Regions from separate parts of the Mus musculus genome. Here regions 1, 2, 3, 4, 6 and 7 are each linked to region 5. The links are chromatin contacts, called in public ChIA-PET, Hi-C, HiCAR-type, HiChIP or PLAC-seq and promoter capture Hi-C maps. All regions are on one chromosome and are shown on one strand. Each heading gives the region's core, a stretch centred on a gene start, on an enhancer-like site or on the middle of the called end of the contact. The rest is flanking DNA. Distances are from core to core; before and after follow the strand shown.

What was found. Promoter capture Hi-C pulls out the DNA fragments that hold promoters and counts their contacts. A called contact is a pair of places that touch in the nucleus more often than the background predicts. ChIA-PET counts read pairs in DNA pulled down with a chosen protein or histone mark. HiCAR-type assays count read pairs that join an accessible place to other places. HiChIP or PLAC-seq counts read pairs in DNA pulled down with a chosen protein or histone mark. Capture Hi-C pulls out chosen DNA fragments and counts their contacts.
Region 1: a Hi-C map of embryonic stem cells shows a contact between it and region 5, with 2.1 times the contacts expected there. The contact joins the enhancer-like site here to the promoter of Pgd in region 5. A contact is called at or near these places in 2 of 39 promoter capture datasets (the C10 cell line and cranial neural crest), 7 of 484 Hi-C or Micro-C datasets (B cells, the G1E-ER4 cell line, embryonic stem cells and 3 more), 8 of 115 datasets of contacts at active chromatin or transcription factors (the 230-238 cell line, T-cell acute lymphoblastic leukemia, astrocytes and 4 more) and 2 of 9 other capture datasets (embryonic stem cells and liver).
Region 2: an RNA polymerase II ChIA-PET map of memory CD8 T cells shows a contact between it and region 5, with 5 read pairs. The contact joins the promoter of Pik3cd here to the promoter of Pgd in region 5. A contact is called at or near these places in 1 of 39 promoter capture datasets (cranial neural crest), 1 of 484 Hi-C or Micro-C datasets (olfactory sensory neurons), 10 of 115 datasets of contacts at active chromatin or transcription factors (bone marrow-derived dendritic cells, bone marrow-derived macrophages, embryonic hindbrain and 5 more) and 2 of 9 other capture datasets (adipose tissue and liver).
Region 3: a contact with region 5 is called in an H3K27ac HiChIP or PLAC-seq map of extraembryonic endoderm stem cells. The contact joins the enhancer-like site here to the promoter of Pgd in region 5. A contact is called at or near these places in 8 of 39 promoter capture datasets (the 3T3-L1 cell line, cranial neural crest, frontonasal cranial neural crest and 5 more), 4 of 15 datasets of contacts at CTCF or cohesin (CD8 T cells, embryonic stem cells, large pre-B cells and 1 more), 17 of 484 Hi-C or Micro-C datasets (CD8 T cells, the CH12 cell line, the MNK3 cell line and 9 more), 32 of 115 datasets of contacts at active chromatin or transcription factors (the 230-238 cell line, the NIH/3T3 cell line, the SCID.adh cell line and 20 more) and 3 of 9 other capture datasets (embryonic stem cells, liver and pancreatic islet).
Region 4: a contact with region 5 is called in a promoter capture Hi-C map of embryonic stem cells, with 3 times the contacts expected there. The contact joins the enhancer-like site here to the promoter of Pgd in region 5. A contact is called at or near these places in 1 of 39 promoter capture datasets (embryonic stem cells), 6 of 115 datasets of contacts at active chromatin or transcription factors (bone marrow-derived macrophages, embryonic stem cells, kidney and 2 more) and 1 of 9 other capture datasets (embryonic stem cells).
Region 6: a contact with region 5 is called in a HiCAR-type map of astrocytes, with 2.6 times the contacts expected there. The contact joins the enhancer-like site here to the promoter of Pgd in region 5. A contact is called at or near these places in 1 of 39 promoter capture datasets (maxillary cranial neural crest), 5 of 484 Hi-C or Micro-C datasets (the G1E-ER4 cell line, cerebellum, myocytes and 2 more), 3 of 115 datasets of contacts at active chromatin or transcription factors (astrocytes, cardiomyocytes and microglia) and 1 of 9 other capture datasets (adipose tissue).
Region 7: a contact with region 5 is called in a promoter capture Hi-C map of liver, with 2.6 times the contacts expected there. The contact joins the promoter of Nmnat1 here to the promoter of Pgd in region 5. A contact is called at or near these places in 10 of 39 promoter capture datasets (the 3T3-L1 cell line, the C10 cell line, cranial neural crest and 6 more), 4 of 484 Hi-C or Micro-C datasets (Th1 cells, forebrain, nephron progenitors and 1 more), 13 of 115 datasets of contacts at active chromatin or transcription factors (the NIH/3T3 cell line, the SCID.adh cell line, T-cell acute lymphoblastic leukemia and 8 more) and 4 of 9 other capture datasets (adipose tissue, embryonic stem cells, liver and 1 more).

Annotation. Positions count from the first base shown.
Region 1 is chr4:149,598,480-149,601,179 of GRCm38.p6, reverse strand. All of the region lies in intron 1 of Clstn1 (calsyntenin 1), which reads right to left. Among named protein-coding and RNA genes, the nearest start is that of Clstn1, 13 kb to the right of the region's middle. Within about 2 kb of position 1,394, at least 14 of the 459 cell types and tissues checked have an H3K27ac peak or open chromatin away from gene starts, as enhancers often do. A contact at or near this core is called in embryonic stem cells, where this site is marked.
Region 2 is chr4:149,662,051-149,664,750 of GRCm38.p6, reverse strand. It overlaps Pik3cd (phosphatidylinositol-4,5-bisphosphate 3-kinase catalytic subunit delta), which reads left to right and starts at 1,435. Exons shown (of 22, transcript NM_001164052.1): 1 at 1,435-1,607. The coding sequence starts at 1,467.
Region 3 is chr4:149,528,193-149,530,892 of GRCm38.p6, reverse strand. All of the region lies in intron 1 of Ctnnbip1 (catenin beta interacting protein 1), which reads right to left. Among named protein-coding and RNA genes, the nearest start is that of Mir5616, 8.3 kb to the left of the region's middle. Within about 2 kb of position 1,257, at least 24 of the 459 cell types and tissues checked have an H3K27ac peak or open chromatin away from gene starts, as enhancers often do. A contact at or near this core is called in extraembryonic endoderm stem cells and nephron progenitors, where this site is marked.
Region 4 is chr4:148,679,434-148,682,133 of GRCm38.p6, reverse strand. No RefSeq gene overlaps it. Among named protein-coding and RNA genes, the nearest start is that of Gm572, 37 kb to the right of the region's middle. Within about 2 kb of position 1,398, at least 35 of the 459 cell types and tissues checked have an H3K27ac peak or open chromatin away from gene starts, as enhancers often do. A contact at or near this core is called in embryonic stem cells, where this site is marked.
Region 5 is chr4:149,165,451-149,168,150 of GRCm38.p6, reverse strand. Pgd (phosphogluconate dehydrogenase) reads left to right here and starts at 1,446. Exons shown (of 13, transcript NM_001081274.2): 1 at 1,446-1,564; 2 at 2,069-2,144. The coding sequence starts at 1,557.
Region 6 is chr4:149,627,153-149,629,852 of GRCm38.p6, reverse strand. It overlaps Clstn1 (calsyntenin 1), which reads right to left. Exons shown (of 19, transcript NM_023051.5): 4 at 2,446-2,641; 5 at 342-550. Among named protein-coding and RNA genes, the nearest start is that of Mir7023, 27 kb to the left of the region's middle. Within about 2 kb of position 1,257, at least 27 of the 459 cell types and tissues checked have an H3K27ac peak or open chromatin away from gene starts, as enhancers often do. A contact at or near this core is called in adipose tissue and astrocytes, where this site is marked.
Region 7 is chr4:149,483,762-149,486,461 of GRCm38.p6, reverse strand. Nmnat1 (nicotinamide nucleotide adenylyltransferase 1) reads left to right here and starts at 1,252. Exons shown (of 5, transcript NM_133435.2): 1 at 1,252-1,353. Lzic (leucine zipper and CTNNBIP1 domain containing) reads right to left here and starts at 1,196. Exons shown (of 7, transcript NM_026963.6): 1 at 463-1,196.

The sequences.
Region 1 (2,700 bases), core at 145-2,644, 430 kb before region 5:
AGCATATGTGAGGTTTGAACCCCAGTATCAACCACCTCCCAAGAAAACTCAGAAGTGTGCTGGAGAGGTGGCTCAGTGATTAAGAGCACTGGCTGCTCTTGCAGAGGACCAGGCTTGGTTCCCAGGAGCCACAGGATGGTTACAAATTCCTGTAACTCCAGTTCCAGAGGGCCCTCCAACATCCCCTTCTGGCATACATAGGCACTACATGTGTGTGCTGCACATACATATACATACACACACATACATGGAAAACACTCATACATTAAAAATAAAAATTAATAGATCTTTAGAAGAAAAGAAATGGAAGCATGATAGTGCACTTCTGTAATCTCAATACTTGAGAGATGAAGGTAGGAAGGTCGTGAGTTCAAGGTCATGCTCTGTAAGGCAAGTGGACAGAAGGACTGGTAAGGCCGAGCAAGCCTAAACCCCGGGAACTCTCAGAATTGAGAACAGTAGGCGTGAGGCCAGCTCCCTGCCAAAGACCTGCTCTGGAACATGTAACCAAGACAGCCCAGTGCGAGGACCATGACAACTGGTCATGTAGCATAAACCCTGGAGTTCTCCTTGTTAATGAGGTATCTAGATAGGTCCCGAGTGTTTAGCCAATGAGCTTACCTTCCCGGGCATTCCTTCCACAAAAGTATTTAATTCCTGGTTCACCCTGAGTAAGATGAATGCATTCACATCTGCCATCAAATAAAGCAGTTTGGACCAGCAAGGACAGGCTCCTCTATCAAGGACCATGGCTGAGTGAGGCCTTCATCGTGAAGAGCATGCCTAAGTCTCCTGGAGCAGTCCCTCTCTCTTCCAGCCCCTCCACACTCCATACTGGATCCCGCCCACTTCCTGGGCTCAGCCATCCCCTTCCTGCCTGGCCTGTAGGGACCCAGTTCCTAACTCCCCGATGTCACCAGCAACATCTGGGTACACAGGAGGCCAGGAACCTTAGCATCCATCCCAGCCCCCACTGTTTCTCACCTGGGACCCCTATCACAGACTGTGTTCTGCCTCCCCTGAGCGGCTTGCTGGAGGAGCTCAGAGACCCCAGTGACGAAAAAGACACTCAGCCCCAACAACTACACTCAACTATACAATTTAGTTTGAGGTCAGCATCCCCTACATGAGATCCTGCCCACCCCCAAAAAATTATTTTTAAAGAAAGCAAAGTAGGGTCCAGCACAGTAGCACATCCTTTAAATCCCAGCACTCAGGATGCAGAGGCAGGAGGTTCTCTGTGAGCTGGACATCAGCCTGGTCTACAGAGTGAGTTCCAGGGCAGCCAGGGCTACACTGAGAAACCCTGTCTTAAAAAACCAAATCAAACCAGACCAGACCAGACCAGACCAGACCAGACCAAACCAAGCAAAGTATTGTAGCTCAAAAGCACATAGCTAACCCAATACCACGCTGAGGGCTCCAACTGTGACAATGCCTCCCTGGGCTAGGGTGGCTTGTATTGTACCACAAGCAATGCCAGGCCAGAGGGCCAGAACCCCACTCCAGGGAGCCCCTCACGGTTAATGAGGCTCATAGCAAGAGGAAACAAGTAAATCTCTGTGCTGTGGTAAAGCCATTCCTGCTGTGTACGCGTGTGCGTGTGCGTGGTGTCCTCATTGTCTTTTCACTCTTTTCTCTCTACTTTGTTGAAATACTTCGACAAGAGAGTAAAACCTGATTCTTATAGATTAAATAATTTGGAAAGCCCAAGGGGGCAGTTTCAAACAGCAATTCTTAAGTTAAATTCTTTAATACAAACTCTTAGGTACATTTGATCAGTCATGGCTTTATGTAATGCACATTAATAAATAGTTCCTGAAAGGCAGGTGAAATGGCCCAGGCTGAGAAACCCAGCACTGGGAGCTGGAGACAGCAAGAGTAAGTTTCAGAAAGGGTCAGACAGTCCCCATGGTAGACACACCACCTGACCTGACCCAGGGGCACCAGGAGGCTCTTCCATTCTCTTCCCTTCTGGCTCCATTCTTCTCCCTTGAGACCACAACAGACAGGCCGGTGTCTACCTTCTTACCCACCCTGGTGCAGAACTCAAGAAACTGGAAATCTCTCTCCACCTTCTCAACTCTTCATCCCATCTCCTCAGCATACACGTGACTCAGGGAGTTACAGGCCATGATTCCCCATGCGGTGGTGTCTGTGTGTGACTACACTGTCTTCCTAACCCACTCACGCTTACTGCGGGCTGAGTAAACTTCCTGTGGTCACAGAGTTTCTAACATTTCCAAGCAGAAAATATTACTTGAGTTTCAAGTTGCTGTCCTTTAAACTGTGACCCGACGTGTGACCTCTAGATCATCTTGGAATCACACATGACTGTGGTCCGAGAAAACACTGTCAGAACCAAGCTGGCTCTTAGCTGCTGCACAGCTCAGAAGATACCAGAGGTCAGAGTGTGCTGAGGGCCAGTTTACGACAACAGGATCTGAGTGGGGAGAGAGAAAATACCTCCTGCACCAGCCGCCTCAGTTTACCAGTGTATATTTGAATTTTTATTTATTTATTTATTTTATGTATATGAGTATGCCATTGCTCTCTTCAGACACACCACAGGAGGGCATCAGATCCCATTACAGATGGTTGTGAGGTACTATGTGGTTGCTGGGGATTGAACTCAGGACCTCTGGAAGAACAGTCAGTGCTCTTAACCACTGAGCCATCTCTTTAGCCCTTGATTTTCTA
Region 2 (2,700 bases), core at 186-2,685, 500 kb before region 5:
TTGGCAAGTGAATGCAGAGGGGTGTGTGTGTGTGTGTGTGTGTGTGTGTGTGTGTGTGTGTGTTGGTAAGTACTCTACCAACTGACCCACACACCCTCAGCCTAGAATTCTGGTTTTTTTTAAAGAATTAAAATAGGGCAGGCACAGTGGTGCACTCCTTTAATCCCAGCATTTGGGAGGTTGAGGTTTCACAGAGTTTGAGGCCAACCTGGCCTACATAGTAGAGACTCTATTTCAAAAACAAAACCAAAAAACTAATCAAAATAATAAAGCATAAAGTAGACAAATTTGATTATATGAACATTAAAGCTTCTTTCAGCACTAAATGGGAAATCTGTGTGCCCCCCCCCCCTGTCTCCCCCTCCTCCAAGTCTGTGCAGTTGGGGGAGGGGGGGAGGGGGAGGGGGGGAGGCAGAAAGAATGCGGAAGCCCAAGGCTGGTGAGGAGGGTTGCAAGCAAGTGATGTTTTCTTGATATGATGTGGCTGTTGCATCCAGGGACTCACAGAGGCAGTAGGCTCCTTGCAAAGGACCTACCTGCACAAGCCTGGGTCTGTGGGTGTCCCACAGCTCGGCTCTGAAGAGTCACTAGGCAGGCAGGTTTTCAAAGCTCACTGAAAATACTAGGAATTGCTCATGAACGCACACTAGTAATAAGAGTATGAAAACATGCCTACAGTTGATTAAGTGGCTAGATTCCAGGTTGCAGTGACCTGGAAGGGGGAAGCTGGTGGCGACGGGGAGGGATTTGGTGACTGGGAGTGTGGGTGGTGAACACACCCTGTGTCCTGTGATCTGTTATGTTTTGTTATTGCTGTGGTGCTGTGGAGGGGGCAAGGGGTGGCTGAGGGTTGGCATGACCGATATCGTAACTCCTTAGATAAAGTCATGTATTCTTTCTCCGTGCGTGCGTGCGTGCGTGCGTGCGTGCGTGCGTGCGTGAGAGAGAGAGAGAGAGAGAGAGAGAGAGAGAGAGATCTCACGGTCATCAAGCTGGTTTTGAACTTACTATATAACCGAGGCTGGCTTTGCTCTCCTCCTGATCAGCCCCCTTCACCTCCCAACTATTGGAATTGTAAGCAGGTGCCACTGTGCTGTGGCCAGCTCGTCAGCGCTGGTTTTAAGCTAATTGGTCTCTGGCCAGAACATTTTTAAGAACTGAAGAGTTTTATCTTTGGTTTTCAAGCATCTACCTGTTCTTGTTTCCCACTGTGGGTCACCTGTCGGCCACAGTGCGGTCTTTTGGCCTATGGCATGTCCACCTGTAATAAGAAGCACCTCGGCCTATAGGGTGGCTTAAATTGGTGGGAGTCACAAGCCACCTAGGCAGGATGCTGCCTCATGTGTAGCAAGCTTTGCATGTCCTCCTGTGGCCCAGATCTGGCCGTCCCATTGGCCAAAGCCTTAGTTCATCATGCCTTTGCCTTTCCCACAGGAAAACAGACCTCAGAGAAGTAACACAACAGGATGCCCCCTGGGGTGGACTGCCCCATGGAGTTCTGGACCAAAGAGGAGAGCCAGAGCGTGGTTGTTGACTTCTTGCTGCCCACAGGGGTCTACTTGAACTTCCCCGTGTCCCGCAATGCCAACCTCAGCACCATCAAGCAGGTAGAGCCATGGCCGCTTCTCACACCTTGATGCTCAGGGAGACACTGTTCACAGACACAGAATTTCAGGGCAAAAACTGTGTGTGGGAACTGACCAGAGGCAGGCAGCCTTGGCTGCCATTTCTCAGGAGCAGGGCACCTTATTTTCCTTTCCCCCTCCCCTCCCCTCCCCTCCCCCTCCCGTCCCCCTCCTGTCTCCTCCTCCTCCTCCTTCTCCTCCTCCTCCTCCTTCTTCTTCTTCTCTCTCTCTCTCTCTCTCTCTCTCTCTCTCTCTCTCTCTCTCTCTCTCTCTCTCGATATAGGATCTCACTGGAGTAGGCTATACTATCTGGCCAGCAAGTCAACCTTTCTCCACCTCTTCCATACTGGGATTGCAAAAGAGTGCTATTATCCCCAGCCACTTGTTTTGTTTATAATTTACTTATTTTTATTTCATGCATATAGGTATCCACCATATGTGTGTCTGGTGTGCAACAGGGGCCACAATAGGGCTTTGGGTCCCCTGAAACCAGAGTTACAGATGGCTTTGAGCCACCATATTCTGCCGAGAATTGAACAGAGGCAGCCAGTGCTCTTAACTGCTGTGTCATCTGTCCAGTCCCCCTCTGCCTCTAAAATGTGGATTCCGAGGAACTGACTCTGTCCTGATGCTTACAAAGCACATGTCCTACCCGCTGAGCGCTTACCCTCAGCTCTTACCCTCAGCCCTTAGATGTGAAGTCTACAAGATACAATTTCTAAGAATTGTCTCAAAACCTGTGGTTTAAACTCCACTTATCATTCCAAAGTCAGCTTCCCCTTTAACAGTATGCATTTCCCTTTACTAGATTGCTAGATTGCGAGCCAGCTTTGGGGCTGCCTCTGGCTGGGCTCGCATCCCGCTCATGACTGGGCGGTCATTTTCGGAACCACTCTGTCCACAGAGCAAGGGCCTTGCAAGCCAACTCGTCTTTAGAGTTGTCACCCCGGCAGTAAACACCATTGTTAGAAAGAGGTTTGGGGTTTGCTGAATCATTTTCAGGGTGATTTACTGAGTGAGCATCGCACACATCTGGATGGCATTTGGTGGTTTCTGTCTATGACTTAGACAGGGC
Region 3 (2,700 bases), core at 8-2,507, 360 kb before region 5:
GGTCAGAGGACAACTTTGTAGGATTGGTTTTCTCCTTCTATTTCCATGTGGGCTCCCGGGATGAACTTCAGTCCACAGGCTTACACCTATTGGGCCAACTTACTGGCCCCTATTTTTTTTCCCAATTAAACACAGTCTTGCTAGGTAGCCCACCCTGGTCTCAAACTCACGGTCCCTTTGCCCCCCAAGTGCTGGGATGATAGATGCCAACCACAATGCAGGATCAATTTTTTAAATTCATTCTTTTTATTTATTTGTGGGTCAGGAGCTTGCTATGTCACTTAGGCTGCTCTCAAACCTAAATTTACCCGATTCTCCTGCCTCAGCCTTCTGAATAGCTAGGACTACAGACATAGGACATCACAATGGCTCTTCCTCTGTGTGTGTGTATGTACATGTGTGTATATATTTATAGTTCTATAATCGGATACCTGTTTAATGCTGGTTGGCCCAACTGACTGAACTGTCTGTCCCCTTGGGTGACACAAGCAAGCAGCAAGCAAGCCTCGGTGTGGTGTGTCAGCAGGGGACAGAGCACACAGCTAGGGAGCGTTGAGCTATGCAAGCATCTGTGTCTTAGGCTCCTTAGCTCTGACCAAGAACCAGTAAGGTTTCATTTGTGCGCAGGAGCAGACCGCAACGAAGGGGAGAAAGACATAGGTCCTTTTTATCCCTCCCCAGAGAACAGCTGGCACACTGAAACCTGGCCAAGTCATGGTCTAAGACCTTAAGTCAGGAACCAACTCGCCTACAGGATCCGGCTTCGGATCTTCCTCTAATCTAATCTGTCCCAGGACCATCGGCCTCTGTCAAATCCCAGAGGGGTGGGTAATGCAGAGTCTGGGGACTTGGTCTATTTATAAGTGAGTTCCTCCGCTCTTGAGAGAGTGCAAGCACCTCTCGAATTCCTACCCAAAAGGTCTTCTACCGAGGCTGGGTCCTGGCAGGAAGTGTCCTAAGCAAGGACATTAGGAGGAAGCCTCTGCCCCAGGAGTGGACAGCATAGGGCCCTTTCTTCTGTGACCTACTAACCCCACAGCTGCTCTAGGCCCCCGCTGCCTGAAGGAAACTGCTGTTTTACTTTCTCATATGTCAGTTTCAGGCCCACTCATCTCAAGGAAGAAGCCTATCCAGGAAGTTCTCAGAGCTCGGATCTCCTCCACAGAGCTCGAGTCTCCCCCACAGGAGGAGGCCAGGGTGGAAATGTGAACCACTGGAGCGCCATTGACTCCACTCCGCAGCTGCATCAACTCCTTGTGACCACAGTTAGCCATTCTAGTTAAACAGGGGAAGGAGAAAGCTGAGGCAGTGGCATGCACTTGTTGGGGCAAGGCCAGTCCAGTTTCCTCACGAACTGCATATGGCCCCTGCACTGAGCCACAGACCTGCTCAGTGCCCTTCACTATCATGGGCCAAAGCCGTCTCAAAAGCAGGCCTGGCAGGGTCTCCCAGACCGATCCCTGCACAGTCTACTGCCTCAGAATCATTTCCTGGCTCAGTGGTGAAGTGTACTGGCTGATCTTCCAAAAGATCTGGGTTCAATTCCCAGAACTCACATGGCAGCTCACCTCCATCTCTAACTCCAATTTAGGGATCTGATGCCCTCTTCTGGCCTCTGTGGGCACCAGACATGCACATGGTGCATAGACATACAAAATGATAGATAGATAGATAGATAGATAGATAGATAGATAGATAGATAGACAGACAGACAGACAGACAGAATTCTCTCTCGCCACAGGTCTTCTGCTTCAGCCTCCCAAGCCACCTGCGGGAGCTAGGGAGCCTCAAGCCTTCTATCATGGAGGACTAGATATCAACAGGATGGCCTACAGTATGAGGATTCATTAATCTCACTTATGTCCCTAGGGGCAGTAGGCTCAGCCTGTGAGCAATCCCATTTCTTTGTCCAGCTTTGGGATCATAATTCTGGACTGTTATACTGAGCTTAGAACTCCAGGAGTGGCCTCCTGGGCTGAACTCCTAGAGACCACTCTGGAGAAAGCTGTAGGGTTACTGTCCCTGTCTACTCTAATCTCAGCACACTGGAACGTGGGAAGTTGTGCAAAGACATGGGTATCTGTTAAGTTACAATGTACCTAGTAACTCTGTCCCTTTCTACTCTAATCTCAGCACACTGGAACGTGGGAAGTTGTGCAAAGACACTGTATCTGTTAAGTTACAATGTACCTAGTAACTCTGTCCCTTTCTACTCTAATCTCAGCACACTGGAACGTGGGAAGTTGTGCAAAGACACGTATCTGTTAAGTTACAATGTACCTAGTAACTCTGTCCCTTTCTACTCTAATCTCAGCACACTGGAACGTGGGAAGTTGTGCAAAGACACGTATCTGTTAAGTTACAATGTACCTAGTAACTCTGTCCCTTTCTACTCTAATCTCAGCACACTGGAACGTGGGAAGTTGTGCAAAGACTCTGTTAAGTTACAATGTATCTGTTAAGTTACAATGTATCTGTTAAGTTACAATGCACCTAGTAACTGTGGAAGGCCTCTGGGTAACAGCTTCTGCTGTGCCACAACCAGCAGCTTTTCCTTTCCTCCGTCTCCAGCTACCTCGGAACAGGATAGAATCCAAGGAAGGAGGAACCCTCCCCTTCAAGAGCTGCTGCAGGTCTCACTTCCTTCCTCCCAGCTGCCTGACAGCAGAGATGACCTCAGGCTCTGCAGGTGTTTGTTCC
Region 4 (2,700 bases), core at 149-2,648, 490 kb after region 5:
GCCCCCACCCTCCCCACCGCCGCCCCGGGACTATGAAGGTGGTGCCCCCAAAACCTACAAACTCTGCCCATTTGCACGTAGTTACACTAAGACTATCTGAAAGACCCCATTGGGAGGAAATCAATGGGTTAGTCAAGTCCAAAGATAAACTTGTCGAAGCTTAAGAAGACAGCCAGAGAGTGGGCAAGACAGGGGAGGGAAACCCTACCCCACCTTATGGGGAACTGTTCTTTGATAGGAAAAGGCTGAAGAGAAAAGCTGAAAGGAGGAGGAAGACTTCCTAGGGAGAGAGTTACCGCTGACCTCTTCTGAGGGTTGTACCCCAGAGGCCCCCCCACCCCTAAGCCCCCAACCCTTGTAGCAGCCCCAGGTCAGGCTGGAACAGTGTGTTATGCTGCCCCCTGCTGGCTGCTCTTTACATTGCAGCTCCACTTTTAACTGGAGACCCAGCTTCAGGCTCTGGGGTCCAGTGTCAGCCATTCTCCATCTAGAAGGGCCACGAGGACCGCCGCCCACGACCCCACCACCACCTTTAACCAAGATCTCTCCCAGGCAGGACTCGGATCTACAGAGAAGCATGCACTGGTGTCGTGGGGAACTCTGCGGTGAGTTCCCATGCAGCCCCGCCCTGGCTGGAGGAGTTTATCAAATGTGCTTTCTGCTTCCTGGCATTAGGCTCCCCTGGCACTTTTATTCCAGCCATAAAAAGGCTATTTCATTGAGAAATAAAGTCCCATCTCCCTGACGTGTAACTCCTTTCAGAGCTCTTACTCAACTGCCAGGCAAAATTTATGCTTCCTGGATGCTCTCTCTTGTGATTGCAACTGGAAATTGGGCAGAAAGCTGGAAGGCAGATCTCCTTCCTGGCCAATAGGACCTGGGTTTGTTTCTTTGGTCTAAAGGAATTCTGAAGACTCAAGGTGTGCTGGAAGGATTCCTTGCCTAAGAATATGAAGACCTTGAGTTACTATTTTCCAGCTATCTATGTGACCTTGGATCAGGCTGTGAGCCTCAGTTTCTGCATCCATAAAATGGAAACAATCGTTTCTTTCTTCCTCAAAGGGGTGGTCCTGCTTACAGTGGGCAGATGGTGGTGGCAAGACTTTGAAACAGAATGTAGCCTTTATTTTAGAGGCAAAGGAGTTCTTTGACTTAGGGAGTACCAGTCTCCTCTCTCTCTCTCTCTCTCTCTCTCTCTCTCTCTCTCTCTCTCTCTCTCTCTCTCTCTCTCTCTCTCTCTCTCTCTCTCTCTCCCTAGCAGTTGTTTTCTTGTGTGCAATGGAGCACCTCCTGAATCCACAGGAAGTCTTGTTAGAATGCAAACTATCAGGCCTCACTGACTGAATTTCTTGATCTGTCATCTGGGGTGTGGTCCAATTCATTCGTTAAGATAATGCAGTGGCCCAGCTAGACTTTGGTAACTGAGGGACATTCCAAGTTTAATAATTTGCATATCTAAACTGAGCAGGGTGGGACTTGGCTGTAATCTCTTTAACTGAGAGAAGGAAAACTGGAAGATCAGAAATTCAAGGTCAGCCTTGGCTACACAGAGGGTTCCAGGGCAGCCTGGGCTACATGACACCCTGTCTCAAAACAAAACAAAAACAAAACCACCCTAGTGATTTGTGTTTCTAGTGAATTCCCAGGGAATGTAGGCATTGCTGGCTGGGGACCTCACTCTGAAGGGCACAGTGCTGGGGTGTGGAATGGCTCACCCTGGGTCTCCAAAGAGGAAAAAGGAGGGCTGGGGAGAGGAGATAGGCCTGAGACATAGTTCAGTTGGTAGGGTTCTTGCCTAGCATGCACGATGCCTCCGGTTCCATGTCCAGCCTTATATGAGTGACATATGGCAAGGCCGTTCATGCCTGTAATCCCAGCACTCGGAAGATAGAGGATCGGGAGTTCGGTTACTCCCTAATCTGGAGAATTACTGAGTTGATAATAAGTACAGTTCCAGTTTAAGTGAGATTCAAATACCCAACAGAGACTTGCAGCCGGCGCTAAAAGGGTATGCCGTGACAGGAAGCCATCACGGGAAGCAGAGGACATCTGAGAGTCCAGGGCCACAGGCTTGGTACTCACAGAGGCAAACCCAGGGATTTTCTGGCTGTGTTGACTGCTGCGCAGGACAGACAAGGAAGAAGTACAGTGTATGTATGCTTACTGGCTGAGACTCTGGGGAGGAGAAGATTAGAACCCAAGGGACCCAAATGATGTCTAATCACATTGAATAGCCTAGACTGGCTAAGACCCCACAACCCCAACCCCACAGAACCCCTTTCCACGATGTCACGGCACACAGATGTGTCAGGCATAAACAGATGCCTGCCTGCAAGACCTGGGAGGTCTCGGCAAGAAAATTAGATGTCCCCAAGGCAGGGACGATGTTCACGAGTATGCCTGCCATAGCCCCAGAATTGGTCATGGGTACCATTCTGGCCCTGGCACATCAAGTGTAGGAGGGGCCATAGAGTCAGTGTTGTTACGTCTTAAAAGAGAACAGGAGTCCTGCATGGAACCCCGAGCACTTTTTAATTAAAGAAGACTTCCCACTTTTGAGAGGGTGAGGAGAGTTAGCTGAGGGGAAAGAAATGGCTGCCTATTGTTTATTCTGCCTGAGAAGAGCATCCAGAGCCCAGGCCAAGCCAGGCCTAGCCTCTTCCTGCCCTGGGAATTGCTGGACCATTCATAGCGATCATT
Region 5 (2,700 bases), core at 197-2,696:
CTTGTTTTGGAAATAATGGTCTAACCAGCTCAGAGTTGGGATAAATGTGTGTTGGTTATAGGGGGCTGGAGGAGTAGGGACATTAGGCATTTATCAGAAACAGATACAGACACAGAGAGAAACAGAAAGTCACTTAGGGCCAGGCAAGGGATATAGCTCAGTGGCAAAGCACTTGTCTAGAATGCTCAAAACCTACGATTTGATTCGTAGTACTGGAGTGAGGGAAAAAAATTCAAGAAGCTGGTGCAAGCCAGTCTTTTCATTTACCATCAAGCGTTATGTCTATGTGCTGTGTGCAAAACTTACAAAAGATAAAAGGAATTCATTGAAGGACATGATAGCCACTCCTAGAGAGAGAGTAGGCAATGGAAAGAACCTGAACCTAGCCAGGCGTGGTAGTACATGCCTTTAATCCCAGCACTCCGGAGGCAGAGGCAGGCGGATTTCTGAGTTCGAGGCTAGCCTGGTCTACTGAGTGAGTTCCAGGACAGGCAGGGCTACACAGAGAAAAAATCCCGCCCCCCGAAAAAAAAAAAAAAAAAAAAAAAAAAAAAGAAAAGAAAAAAGAAAGCAGCGCACCAACACCTGAGTCTGAATGGAAAAGTAAATTGAAACTAAAAGTGTCTGACCAGCGGGCGAAACAGCACCCCAGACCTCCAGCGCCGGAAACTGTAGTGGGGCTGAGGAAATGGTAGAGAAGAGTGCTTGTGTTCCGCTACAAGCACAAGGAAGAACTCACTTCCAGTCTTGCCTCCCCGAGTATCGGCCACGCACGAGGTACACGGACATACATGCAGGCAAACCAATACACAAAAAATAAATAATTATGAAACCACCCCCCCAAAACCCCTCAAGCCTCTCCTCCGCTTCGTTTTCTCTTTCTGTGCGAGTGGGCGCACGCGCCACTGCTGCACGTGGAGGTCAGATGCCAACTTTGCGGAGTGGGTTCCACTTCCACCCGCTTGGCTCTTTACTTGCTGACCGTCTCGTCTTAGTTTGCACCGCTGTTTCTTGACCTGCAAAAATGGTACACACTGAGGTTCCCACAGATAGGACAGACTTGACTCCTGCCTCAGAGTTGAGGGACAGTGAAGGGAAGCAGCAGCCATGGATCAAAAACGCCAGTGGGCTTGGTAAGGGCTGCACCAAGCCCTTAATGTCTTCTCTTTCACGCCGAGCTGCAGACCCGAGCTTCCGCACGAGCGGGAGGCATCGTGCAAGGTCCCGCTAGAACACTTAGAAGAAGCCCTTTAAACGCTCCTAGAACACTTAGAAGAAGCCCTTTAAACGCTCCTCTCCAGCTCGAGGTGCCATCGACTGCTCGGCGCTCTACAGATCTGGGCCCCGGGGGTGGGCGGGTCCGTTTGCCCTCAGGTGGTATAACAGGCGCCGCAGAGACCCAATAGCGTGGGGCATCGGCCCACCCCTGTCTTCTGATTGGCCAGCGTCTCTGTAAGCCTCTCGAGGCGCCGGGAGCCGGACTTCACTGTACTTGCCTCGGAGCGCTCGGTCCTTCGCGTTTCTTCCTCCTCGACTCTGCTTCGTCTGCCTCCGCCATGGCCCAGTGAGTGACCGACACGCGCAGTCGGGCCCGGGAGACTTCCGGGGCTGAGCGTGGTGATGGCGGGGCTCTGCTCAGTTGTCTCCCTGTTCTCCTCAGCCCCGGTGGTCGCCTGGGTCTCCTCGCGCAGCCCTGACCCCTGCACCTCAGGGTCCCCGCCATGGCCAGCGCAAGCTCCGCCACCCCTTCGTGGGAGCTTGCGGCTGCGACGGGCTCGCGGGGAAGGAAGGCCGCGCTGGGTCGGGGACGGCCCACGCCCCTTGTGCTGGCCAGGCCATAAGGAACGACGGGCAGGGCCAGGGGCAGGGCATGGGTGGCTTCGTGTGCCCGGACGCCCTTTAGAAGGAACTTCCATGGAACTGTGGGGTGCAGGGTGCGGTCGATCCTAGGTGCATGGTGTGAGCCGAGAAGGGTGCAGGCTGCCAGTCCTAATAAAAGCCACTAAGTAACACTAATATCCTTTCTTTGTGTTTGCTTTATTGTTTTTTTTTTTTTTTGTCATTTCAGAGCTGACATTGCACTGATCGGACTGGCTGTCATGGGCCAGAACTTAATTTTGAACATGAATGATCATGGATTTGTGGTAAGTAGTGAGGACACGTTGCCTTCCCGCTGAGAGCTGTGATTTGTTTTTCAGAGATCCCAAGGCATCACTCAGTAAGCACTGTTTGGTGTCTTTGTAGAAGAATTTCTGCTTTAGTCGTGCTCCCTCTGTAGTTAAGGGAAGAGCCTCCTTGGATAGAAATAAATATAAAAGCAGTGGTTCTCAACATTATGATTTATAACACTAGCAAATTACAGTTATTGCGTAGTTATGAAAATAGTTTTATGATTGGGGGTCATCACAACACGAGGGGCTATATTAAAGGGTCGCAGCGTTAGGAAGGTTGAAAACCATAGATGTAAAGGGACCCAGATCTTGGAAGCTGTAGCTAGGAAAACTTGGGGTACATGGAGATTGTTTTTCTTTGTAGACAGCAGCTTGTCTCACAGTGTTGTCACACTGGAGTCTCAGGGCCCTCTCATCTCAGCTTTCTGAGTCCAGGGTCAGAGGATCCTCCTGCCTGTGGGCTCTGAATGTTCTTTCTAAATAGTAGCATGGCTTAGACACCAGGATTACCAGGGACAAAGGACCCAGG
Region 6 (2,700 bases), core at 8-2,507, 460 kb before region 5:
GCAAGCACAAAGCCCTGCACTGGATACTCAGCATTACCACAAGTGTGTGTAAAAGGTAACCGCTACAGGGACACCATGCCCAGCTGCAGGCGGACGGAACCGAGAAGACAGACATTAAATGAGGACTTTACTGGACTTGGCTTGGAGACGGAGAGGCCCGAAGAGCCCAGGCTTGAGAGCGGCTTCAGACCAGCGAGTTAAGTCAAACCCGAGGGACTGGAGCTAAGTGGACTGCAGGCAGCCTGCAAGCTCCCCTCCCATGCTTGGCCAGCACCGGGAAGTCAGGTCAGCCTCTGATCTCACCGGAGGGGCCAGGCCTCACGAGGCTCCTCCGTCCTTACCGTCTTTGTCCACAGTGAACGGCACGTCTGGGGTGAGAATCTCGTAGCTGCAGATCTGGCTGAACTGCGGGGAGCAGTCTGCGTCCACAGCCTCCACCCTGAGGATGCTGCTGTGCTGCTTGCCCTCCACCACGGCCGCCTTGTACGACTTCTCCTTGAACACGGGGGCGTACTCGTTCACGTCGTTCACCTGGATGTGCACGGTCGCTCTGGACAAGAAGAGGGAAGGCTGTTGTGGGGGGTTCTGTCCTGCCTTTTACCCAAAAAGCAACAATTCTTTCCCTGATATTGTTTTGTGAGCTCTCTACAATGAAGCCAGAATATAAACGCTCTGGACAAGAAGAGGGAAGGCTGTTGTGGGGGGTTCTGTCCTGCCTTTTACCCAAAAAGCAACAATTCTTTCCCTGATATTGTTTTGTGAGCTCTCTACAATGAAGCCAGAATATAAACGGAGTTGCATTCCGTTTAGTTTGGCACAGAGACACGGGAAGTTAAAACCCGGACATGAGCTGATTGTTCCGAGCCCTAAGAGCCCAGGCGGCTGACTCAGAAAACCGGTGTAACTAAAGAGGCAGGATTTTCTTTCAGTGTGGGGGCAAGATGTGAAGGGAGATGAATTCATCAAACAGGGACGCACTTTCTCTGGCCATGAAATTAAGATGCATTACTACAGAATCTTATAAACATACAGCCAAAGGAAGAAGGGTGAGAAAATAGAGAAAAAATTTCAGTATATGAGCTAAAATAAATTCTAAGGTAGAGAAGTGGCTCAGTGAATGACGCGCTTCCCACGAAAGTATGAAGGCAGGAGCATTGAGCCCCAGCACCCACAGATATGGCCATTCATCTGTAATGCCCTGAATGGGACTGCAGGACAAGCTGGCAAGCTGGGCTGGCCAAACCGTGAGGTGAGCGCCACCTGCAGGGAGAGACTGAGCATCTCCACACAGAAAGCTGAGAGCAGCTGAGAAACGCACGCACCCCGGGATATCCACGCAGTTTGTGAACACACATTACACACACATGTAAAAACAAAGAAACTCTGCCCTCCTCTGAAGGAGGCTGTCACTACTGGGATGTCATCCAGATTATGCAAGTACAGGCCTATAGCAGAGGCACCCCTTCCCTCCCCGCCCTATAACTGGGTACCGCCAAATCAGTCTCCAAACGATGACACTACGGGCTTCAAGGACTTCTCGCTTACCAGGTATCTATCGTCTTTTGGGAGGGCAAATCTGTAGCTGAGAGCCCATGTAATGCACAGGCCCATCCTTAGCACACACTCAAACTCTTCTCAATGAATAAAACGTCACTGTGTGAGCCGGCCACACATTACTCTCACCACTGCAACACACCATGCTGTTCACCTGTAAGCGTCCCGACCCACGCTCATCTATGTCGAGTGCCCTTACCATGTCCTGTGACAGACAGAATGTGGCCCACACAGTGTAGACACTGAGGGGACTCAGCGCTCAGCAACATTAAATCTGGTGTTGAAGGGCTGGTGAGAAAAGTCTAGGGTATTAAACCTGTCTCTTCTAGAGCCCTCTCTGTTGGAGTACACCCTCTGCTCGCGGGAGACATGTGAACTCAACGCAGGATGGAGGAGGCCTGTCTGCTTCTTTCACAAGCTAGCTAGCTTACGCGCTGAGGGTTTACAGGAAATAATAAAAATAACAGAACCATTTCCTCAGGGAAAACGTCAATACAGGACCTCGTGTGTGTGTGTCTGTCTGTCTGTCTGTCTGTCTATCTGTCTGTCAGTCATCTGTCCATTCCTGCCTCCACCCTCCTCCAAGAACAGGCACGAGCCACTATTCCCAGTGGGACTTTAGTTTCTTTACCAAGAACACTCAGTGGGATAAACCATTCATTCTCTTTTCAAAACCTGTTTCCAACAGGTTCTTTCCAGAAGCTGGACACAAAAGGGAACATGCAGGCTGGAGGCCGCCCTTTGCGACCGACCCAACTGATTCCCCACAGAACTCTTCCTGCTCCTTTTCAGAACACAGAGAAGAACCCAGGGGCCAGCTCCTGACTGCTCCTCCCCCATGTACACTCATCTCCTGGGTGGCTCTTTTTGGACACTGTCCGGCCCACTTACTTGTGAGACTTTTTCACACCGGTGCCATCGGGGCCCTTCCCGCAGTCGTAGGCCTGGATGGTGAATGTGTAGTCTTTCTGTAGTTCACAGTCCAGTTTCTCTTTTGACCGGATTATTCCCTCACCCGTGGACTTATCCACTACCACGGCATCAAAGGGGACATTCTGCCCGTGAATTTTAAAGCCACAAATCTCACCTGGGGAATAAACCAGACCGGGTTAGTACATCTGCCCCTCGAACCGTCTGCACATTGCC
Region 7 (2,700 bases), core at 3-2,502, 320 kb before region 5:
ACTTGTTTTTCTTCCCCCAGAACAGGGGATTGAATCCAGGCGCTCATTCCTGCTAAGCAAGGACTCTACCATTAAGATAAATCCCCTGCACAGTAAGTTATTACTGTTTAACACAAAAATTTATCTCTTCTTGGGGGAAATGGAGGAACCAGAATGCTACATATACGCTACGCCAGACTGCACTCCCAAGCTGCAATACAGTCTCAAAAGGCAAAGTTATTCTGAATAAATTTAAGGAAAAATAAAGGCTTGTACAACAAACAAACAAAAAAAAAAAAAACAAAAACAAAAAAAAAAAAACAAAGCAACAACAAAAAAACTTTAACCACACTACAGATTTAGACCAGAAAGATTTGACTCACTGGCACCACCTAGTATTGAATAAAAGTGATGCGTTTCCTTTGAGACTGCCGAAATGGCCAACACTGTCATCTGGAGTGGAATATATTCATTCACGCTCACCGGGGTTCCAGTATCCTGTCCCGTGCACGGTGCTCAAAACTCGCCAACTGTCGGAGCTCTGAGTGTCATCAATTTGAGGAAAGCGAAGTTGTCATAAAGTTTACCGGAGGCTCAAACTTCAAACCTCCTGGGGTGGAGCTGGCTAGAACAAGGTAAAACTGTTAAGAGTTTTATTTGCTGTGTCTGAACTTGGCCTACAGCTGTCCAGATCACTTCCCGCTAAGCAGACTGTAACTGAAATACGTTCTCCATTCCTAGGAAGACGCGGGAGAGGCCACTGAATCCCTGGGCTGTGCCTCCCGTAGCTTTTGCCGAGTCTCCTCTGGGTGAGGCCACAGCACTCGGGACTCGGCTTGAGGAAAACTGTCCAACTCAGACGCACGAGAAGGCAAGGGCAGAAAGCACACCTTCTCAGGGACGGAGGTGAGCAAAGCCCGGGCCCGGGACCACCGGAGCAAAAATAAGGCAGAGCCGGACCGCACGCTCGGATGCCGGCCTCCTCCCCGCGGACAGACGAACTCCAAGCTCCCGCCGAGGTGTGCAGGTCCCGCCAAGGCCGGGCTCCAGCAGGCCCGGTGGTCACCTGAGGAGGCGGGGAGTCCTACGCCTGCGAAACGCTTCTCCGTCCTCCCTGATCGGAAAACAGGACAACCTCCTTCGCCCTCCCGATCCCCGCCTGCCGCCCGCTAGCGGATCCCAGGGTTTGGAACCAGGGGCCCCGCCTACCTGACTCCCCGGCCTGGCGGACCGCATGGAGCGAGCACTTCCGCTGGATTCGCGCACTTCCGGCTGTGTGGGGCCAATGAGAGCAAGGCGGCGGTGTTCCCTGCGCTGGCGTCCGGGCCGAGGTTGTCTCCTGGAGGACTAGGGCCGTTTGGCCTTCAAGGCCTGGTAAGCAACCCACCGAGGTCCTAGGAGACGAGCCTGTGCGAGCGTTAGCCCGGTGACCCGTACTTTGCCAAGCAAGGGACAATGCACAATGGCTGGGCCTTTAGAGACTTTTGTAACGGTCCCTGGGGCCAGCTCTTCATAGTCAACTCTTGCCCTTTAGTTCTTGGAACCAAAAAGTTGGTAACTTTCCTGTGACCTTGGTGCAGGTCAGTTCCCCCACTTGGGGTGGCCTGGATTCTTCCTCTCTAGAGATTTCTTGAGAGCAGACGCCCATGAACTTAGAGGGATGTGGGTGAGAGGCAATGGGGGAAAGCCAGTGCTGAGAAGGACATTCCCTTTTAGTCGTTTCCAAATCTGGGAAAGAGCAAGCCCACACAGCCTTTGAGAACCAGTTAAATTGCTGCTGAGTGGACTGTAAACTGTTACCAGGGAGCTGAGTGGAGAAAGGGCTATGCCAGCCCTTTGGGACCCAGATCCTGAGTCCCAAATGTCGGATATTGAGCTACACTGTTGGATTCTGGGTTTGCTTAATTGTGATTATTCCTATTCTCTGGTTCTGCCCTTTTGGGATTAGAAAGTATGAAACTTATTTTGATTTTACAGGAGCTCATGATTAAAAGACTTGGACTTTTAAAGAGACTCGGAACTTTAAAAGTTTTGAAATTTTGAAAGACTGAGAATTTTGAAAGTTGGTCTATGCTTTTGTTTTATAATGTTAACAGGGACTTTGGAGACAAGAAATCGAAAGGTTATAGCTTACAGTGATGCCTTTGTGAAGTTGAAGGGGGGGGGGTGTTAGAAGTTCATAGTTAAGCCGGGCGTGGTGGCGCAGGCCTTTGATCCCAGCACTCGGGAGGCAGAGGCAGGTGGATTTCTGAGTTCGAGGCCACCCTGATGTACTGGGCTGTATAAGAAAGCCAGCTTCCTAGGTGCTGGGCATTGGCACTAAAGAGGCAGAGATGGAATGATATCTCTGAGTTCAGGGCCAGTCTGGTCTACAGACTGAGTTTAAGCCAGGAGGCAGCAGCATTCATTCCTCAGTAGTGTCTGCTTCAGGTTCCTCCTAGAGCCCGTGCCCCAATTCTTTCAGTGATGGACTGACCTGGAAGTATAAGGCAAAAGAACCCTTCCTCCCCAAGTTGCTTTTGGTCAGAGTGTTTTGTCACAGCAGCAGAGTGAGGCTCAGACACTGGCTATATGTTCTACAAAATAATTGGCTGTAGTAATATGAAAGATTGTTGTAACCCATAAAGAGATTCTCTTTATCCAAAAGTTCCCACAACGTAAAGAATGTATAGATTGATCTTGGTGAGATCTTAGGTCTGCACGACTGTTTTCCTGTGAAGC